Linked DNA regions of Mus musculus: region 2 is linked to region 1. The links are chromatin contacts, called in public promoter capture Hi-C maps. All regions are on one chromosome and are shown on one strand. Each heading gives the region's core, a stretch centred on a gene start, on an enhancer-like site or on the middle of the called end of the contact. The rest is flanking DNA. Distances are from core to core; before and after follow the strand shown.

What was found. Capture Hi-C pulls out chosen DNA fragments and counts their contacts.
Region 2: a promoter capture Hi-C map of liver shows a contact between it and region 1. The contact joins two enhancer-like sites. A contact is called at or near these places in 1 of 15 datasets of contacts at CTCF or cohesin (the NIH/3T3 cell line), 6 of 484 Hi-C or Micro-C datasets (B cells, the N1E-115 cell line, Th1 cells and 3 more), 5 of 115 datasets of contacts at active chromatin or transcription factors (the HPC-7 cell line, the NIH/3T3 cell line, bone marrow-derived macrophages and 1 more) and 2 of 9 other capture datasets (embryonic stem cells and liver).

The regions. Positions count from the first base shown.
Region 1 is chr17:65,593,392-65,596,483 of GRCm38.p6, forward strand. It overlaps Vapa (vesicle-associated membrane protein, associated protein A), which reads right to left. Exons shown (of 6, transcript NM_013933.3): 2 at 1,511-1,663; 3 at 49-152. Among named protein-coding and RNA genes, the nearest start is that of Vapa, 19 kb to the right of the region's middle. Within about 2 kb of position 1,515, at least 3 of the 459 cell types and tissues checked have an H3K27ac peak or open chromatin away from gene starts, as enhancers often do. A contact at or near this core is called in liver, where this site is marked.
Region 2 is chr17:65,736,216-65,739,307 of GRCm38.p6, forward strand. All of the region lies in intron 1 of Rab31 (RAB31, member RAS oncogene family), which reads right to left. Among named protein-coding and RNA genes, the nearest start is that of Rab31, 35 kb to the right of the region's middle. Within about 2 kb of position 1,631, at least 146 of the 459 cell types and tissues checked have an H3K27ac peak or open chromatin away from gene starts, as enhancers often do. A contact at or near this core is called in liver, where this site is marked.

The DNA.
Region 1 (3,092 bases), core at 265-2,764:
TTTAAACTACATTTCCAAAAATAACTTCTGTACAACTTCTACACTTACCACAGCTTCCATATCTGAAATGTTTGGTGGAGCAAAAATTGTCTGTACCATGAACTTATGTTTACTCTTTTCATTCGGATCATAATCAAAGGGTTGCAGCATTACTAAATAAACAGAGAAAGCACACTGTCATCTACAGTTTACGTCCTATTTAATACCACCACACTAACACACAAACTTAATGCATACCAAGATGGGTTCAAAAACTTAAATTATCCTCAAGAGGCACAAGCAGCCTTTTAACTTTCAATTATTATTAAATTCATTTTGTGTTGATTTTAATTTAGATAACTTAGACACTTTTAATATAACTTATTTTTAAACTGGATTTTAAACAATTACTCAGAATGTGTTCATTTGTTTAAATCTAATTTTAAGAAAACAAAGGATAACTGATTGGTCTTTAGACTTTATTCCCAGATCCCAATAGCATTCACTTTTACGTCTCCAGACCTGAGTTGCCTGTACCAAGTTTTAAGGCTCCAGTTCAATTTATGTTACGTAAATCCAAGATGAGGTGATAAACAAATCAGTAATTACTAATGTATATTGGATACATTTACAGTCAGGTTCTACTTCTAAACAGTCTCACTGAGCCTTAAATAACTTACTATTTTAATATTCTATAAACTTGAAAATAAAAGCTGTAGTTATCTTAAAATTTAGGGATCACCTAAGTTATCAGGTCACCAAGAATTTTAATACACACATTTCTAACTCCATGATCTGTAATGACATAATCCATTTTTCCTGAGCCTTTTGTAATTAACAAATGCAGGAGTTGAAAGCTATTGTTTTTTTTGTTTTGTTTTTTTTTAAAAAAAAAAAAAAAGGAGTAAGTCTGTGTGAGCACAGAGAGGTTTTCCCACAAGTTAAAGTCTCATGGAGCCACACATGCTGTCAGACCTGCCACCTATGGCACGTGTTACAAAGTACTGTCTCCTTGGAAAGGCTGTCTAAGAAAGGAACATTTGGATAGCACAGTAGATCTCACAGCAGGAATACGTGATGTGTATGGAAGGAACTACTGTAAGCAATAAACAAGGAACAAGACACTGTTGTCATTTACACTGAAAGGAATAAAAACTCATCTGATTTTAAAAGTAGGCCCAAAACAGGCATTTTTTTTTTAAGACTCAAACGCTTCTGTAGATGCACAGAACATGATTTAATCACAAAACAGTGCCATTTCAAAGATAAATAAGAACACAAGCTACAGTGGAAAGCTGTGGAAATACAGAATAGATAACATTTCAAATTGACCCTAGGCAATCATACACTCCCACGTAAGTCTCGAGGAGGAAAGGTTCAATAAAATGTCTGTACGGTAAGATACCCAAGGAACATCTTTACACAAACACTGAAGCCAAATAATAAACAGATAAAAACACTAAACATCAAATGCAACAGTCATGAAATGTCAATATTCAAACCTACAAAGGTCTAGGACATGGAGTACTACCTGAAACAGTCACAATTGACCCCGGGTCAATAATCCCACTGTTGGGCCGCACACAGTACCGGCGAGGTGCTGTAGTCTTCACTTTGAAACACACTTTTCTATCCGATGGATTTTGCAATTTAAGATTTGTAGTGACTACATCTGTGAAGGGGCCTGAAAGGTAAGGGGCAGACAGAGAAAAGATTAACTGGAGTCACAACAAAAGCATAATTCAAGATTAAGTTAATATAATCTCAATCCCACTTTTCTAAAGAAAACAAAAATTGTCTCTCTTTTTTTTCAACTTTTGATGATTTCATCCATAAAATAACTATGATTTTTGTTCTTTAATTTTGGTTACATTTATCATGTTTGTGTTGCACATATGAACATGTACATGTCACAGTACGTATGTGGAGATCAGAAGACAACTTTTTACAACTGGTGCCCTCCTTTCGTTATGTGGGGTCCAAAAATCCAACTCCAGTCCTCAGGCTTAGCAACAAGGATCTCCATCCAATGAGCCATCTTGTCAGCCAAACTGTACTCATATAGCATGTTCATAACACATCACATGACTGACACAAGTCCCCCAGTGGTCTTCACCAGTGCTAATCTTTACGTTCACAGGCCAACTACAAAACTAAAACCTGACAGTACTCACTTGTCTCAATTCATTCATGCACGTGTATTAAGTACTTATGAGTGGTATGTCATATGCTCTATCTAAATACGAAGTCTTGTCTTAAAGCTTTAATTCTGTACTCAACAAAACGAATTCAAAAAGCTGACCCAGCTCTACTTAACCAGTATATCCTCAGTTTTTTGTTTTGTTTTTAAAACGGGCTGTGAGATGTGAAGATAAACTTATTTGGTTTCATCTGAAAAGCCAAAACAGATTATACAGTCTAAGTTTCACAGCAAGAATTTCTTGTTGATTTTGAAGGCATTTTAATTGTTTTAATGGTCTTGTAATGGTTTTCTTGTTTAATGGTTTTAAATGGCCTTTTAAACATCTATTTTATGCTTTTGCTTTTTATTTGTCAAAGGAGTGATATTGATGATCTTAACTAGAGCACTAAGAAGACTACTGGAGCATGGCTACAGTCCCACATTCAACCACCAGCACCAAAAAGGGAGGGAAAAGTCAAGAAGCCTGAAGGAAAAGACATTATAAAAGCCTTCCTATTTTTATCTAGCCTTTTTCATTCCCTTATTTGTCACTTAGACTGTATGTCTACATGCACAGCATCATCAGGATCAATGCTTTCCTACCATGTGGGTTCAAGGGATTGAACTATTTTCAAGCTTGGCTGCAAGCTCCCTGAACCAGAGTCACCTTCTAACCTGTTTGAGTCATAAACAAAGACTATGTTTTTTAAAACTTTGCAACAGTCATACTTTGAAATCTAGATTTAGAAAATTCACCAACCATGTACAATAAACTTTGAGTGTTGGTAAACTGTCTGAGACAAAGACTTTTTAAAGACAGACTAAATGTGCCTAATGCCTAACATGAGAAAAAAAACAATTTCACAAAAGTGGGAAAATTTAAAACTTAGTTCAAGCCTTGAGAAATAAGCTTTTACTTGGAGTGCCTGTT
Region 2 (3,092 bases), core at 381-2,880, 140 kb after region 1:
TTTGGTGGCATCTGGTACATTCACTTTGCTGTCCACTTACATAGTTCCCAAACATAGCTTGGTGAAATGTATCCATTAAGCCATGGACTCTCCGTTCTTGGCCCCCCTCCCCCCTCCACAGCCCCTAGCAATCACATCTGCCTATCTCCATGCATCTAGTACCATACAAAATTGTCACCTTTTCTGTCTGGTTTTCTTTGTTTAACAACAGAGTTTTAAGGCTCACCCTCATCAGACTATGCGACCGCCAGATTTCTCTTTCCTTGGTGCTGGGATACCTGGGCACACTAAGCAAGCATCTTACTACGGAGCTGCCCCAGCCCCCAGCCCGATTCTTTCCTGTCTGTGTATGGCCACCATTTGTTTATCCATTCACTGTTAATGGACTCCCAGACTGTATCTGTCATTTCTGAACAGGGCTGCTATGAACATCCATGTACAAGTACTTCTCTTGGGAGTGCCTTCACGCCCAGTAGCAGGATTCCCAAGTCCTGGGTGCTGGGATTAAAAGCAGGTGCTACCTAGCCTGGCTAAAAATAACATTTTGTCTAAACTTAAAAAAATATATACAAAAAAAAGAATGATTATCAAAGGAAGTCAACTCATTTCATGCTACAGCTATATCCCAGATATAAAATGTGTTAAGATTTTATTGACCTCATTGTTAATGATGTTGCAATCAATTAAAATATGTTGTCAAACCTAATTTTTAAAGTAAATAAATGGATATAGAACTGGATGTGGCACATGCCTTTAATCCCAGCACCCAGGAGGCTGAGGCAGGCTATCTCTGTTTGAGTTCTAGGTCAGCTTGGTCTACAATTTAAGTCCCAGGACAATCAGGGCTACACAGAGAAACCCTGTCTCGGCAAACAAACAAACAAACAGATACAAAAGAAATTTGCAAACACAAATTGGCTTTTTATGGAGAAGTTTGTTTTACCTGTGGCCAACAGACTTTTTATTAAATAGCTAGAAGCTTACATAGGACTTAAGTTGATCTCAGACAAGAGTAGAATCAGACATTTTAGAGTGTACAAATAAGTGCACAACGCACTTCCCCATTGGAGACAGTAAATGACCTTTTCCTGTTTGTTCTAAATTTCCTATCAAGGGCTGGCAAGATGACTCAGCTTGTAAAGACGCTGCCAGCCAAGCCCAAAAACCTGAGGTGGATCCCTGGGGACCCATGTGGCAGAAGGAGAGAACACCCCTCAAGATGCCGTCGGACCTCCATACACATACCACGGTATGAATGTACAGAGCCCATACAAGCACAAATGTAAAGGTAAGGGGTGGTGGGACAAAAAGATTAAATTTCCTATCTATAGGACATGAAAAAATAAAAGGGGGAAAAAAAACTAAAGGAGAGCGCAAGAAAAGGAATTGGCAAAGACAATTATTTCACTAATCAAGTTGGGAAGCAGAAGGACTGCAGAACGCTGGGCTTGTGCCCCTCAGCAGTGGCAGGAGCCTAAGACCACAGGAAAGAGAGATGCAGATCTGGCCTGCAAGCGGGCTATGGCTGGCTGATGCCTGGGCTTCTCTGACTCATGGTGTGTCAGGGGTGAGTAACAGAACTGGTTTTGCACTGGAGCGGACAGGCTGGAGCAGCTGGAAGCAGGACAGGAAGCGCATCCGGACAATGGAAGCTCACTATCTTTCCACAACTACACCAGCAGGGACCTGTGGTGAAGGGTTACACCAGCGCTCCCTTCCTTAGGAACTAGCCTGAAAACTCCAGGGATGACCCTCACAAGGCTTGGAGTGTAGTTCTGTGGTACCAGGGAGAAAACACTCAGCTGTATGTTCCTTAGGCCTTACACCTCCAGTTGTTTGACTCAAGACAACATCTATCTGTCCTGTTTATTTTCTGCAACAGTTCCTGACTCAATTAAAGTTACTTTTCCTTTCCATCAGCTGGCAATGTACAAACAGAAGAAGTTACCAGATGCAAGAGTAGAAAGAAAGGGCTGGAGAGATGGCTCGGTGGTTAAGAGCACTGACTGCTCTTCCAGAGGTCCTGAGTGCAAGTCCCGGCGACCACATGATGGCACACAACCATCTGTAATGGGATCTGATGCCCTCTTCTGGTGTGTGTCTGAAGATAGCTACAGTGTGTTCATATAAATGCAAATAAATCTATCTTAAAAATAAAAAAGAGAGAGAAAGTAGAAAGAAAAGTCACAAAATTCTCAGGAAATACATGATTCTAAGGAAAAGTAGGCCTAGGGGGCTGAATTCTGAACACCTTACCCCAGGAGAAAATTCCAGTCCAGGGCATGGTTCATCTTTGTTTTTGTTTTGTGCTACTGTGAATCAAACTCTAGTCAAGGTCTCATGGTTGTTGGACCAACTGAGCTGTGTCCTGGCTCTTTCCTACTTTTGTTTTGGAACAAGATCTCACTAAGTAGCCCAGGCTGGCCTTGATTTCACCATAGCCCAGGCTGGCCTTGATTTCACCATAGCCCAGGCTGGCCTTGAGCCCACCTTAGCCCAGGCTGGCCTTGATTTTACCACAGCCCAGATACTCCTTGAACTTGGGATTCTCCTGCCTTCAGCCTCCCCAGCTGCTTTAATTCTGCCTCCTGAGTTTAAAGACACGAGCTACCACACCGGTATTGGATTGTTTCTTAAATGAGGATTATTTATAAATAAAAATATATTAGAAGGCAGGAAAAAAAAAACAATGGAAAAAAAAAAGATACACAGAACATCCTTAAGGGCCCTGGAAGCTCCCTTCCAGTCTCCATCAGGATCTACTATGGTTCTTCTTCCTGGTGGCGCGTCTGTGTCCAAGACTGCTCTGGCTGGAAGGAAGGCTGGCAATGGCTGGAAACCCGCAGCTCTGCAGTGCGGAGCATCACTGCAGTCTGCACCAGGGCTCAAAAACCTCAAAGCCCAGCCCTGCTGCTCCTGGAAGACGCTTAGCCAGCCCTATCCAAGCCCGTTTGAAAAAAGGTAATCCCGCCAGGCATGGTGGCACACGCCTTTAATCCCAGCACTTGGGAGGCAGAGGCAGGCAGATTTCTGAGTTCGAGGCCAGCCTGGTCTACAGAGTGAGTTCCAGGACAGCCAAGGCTACACAGAGA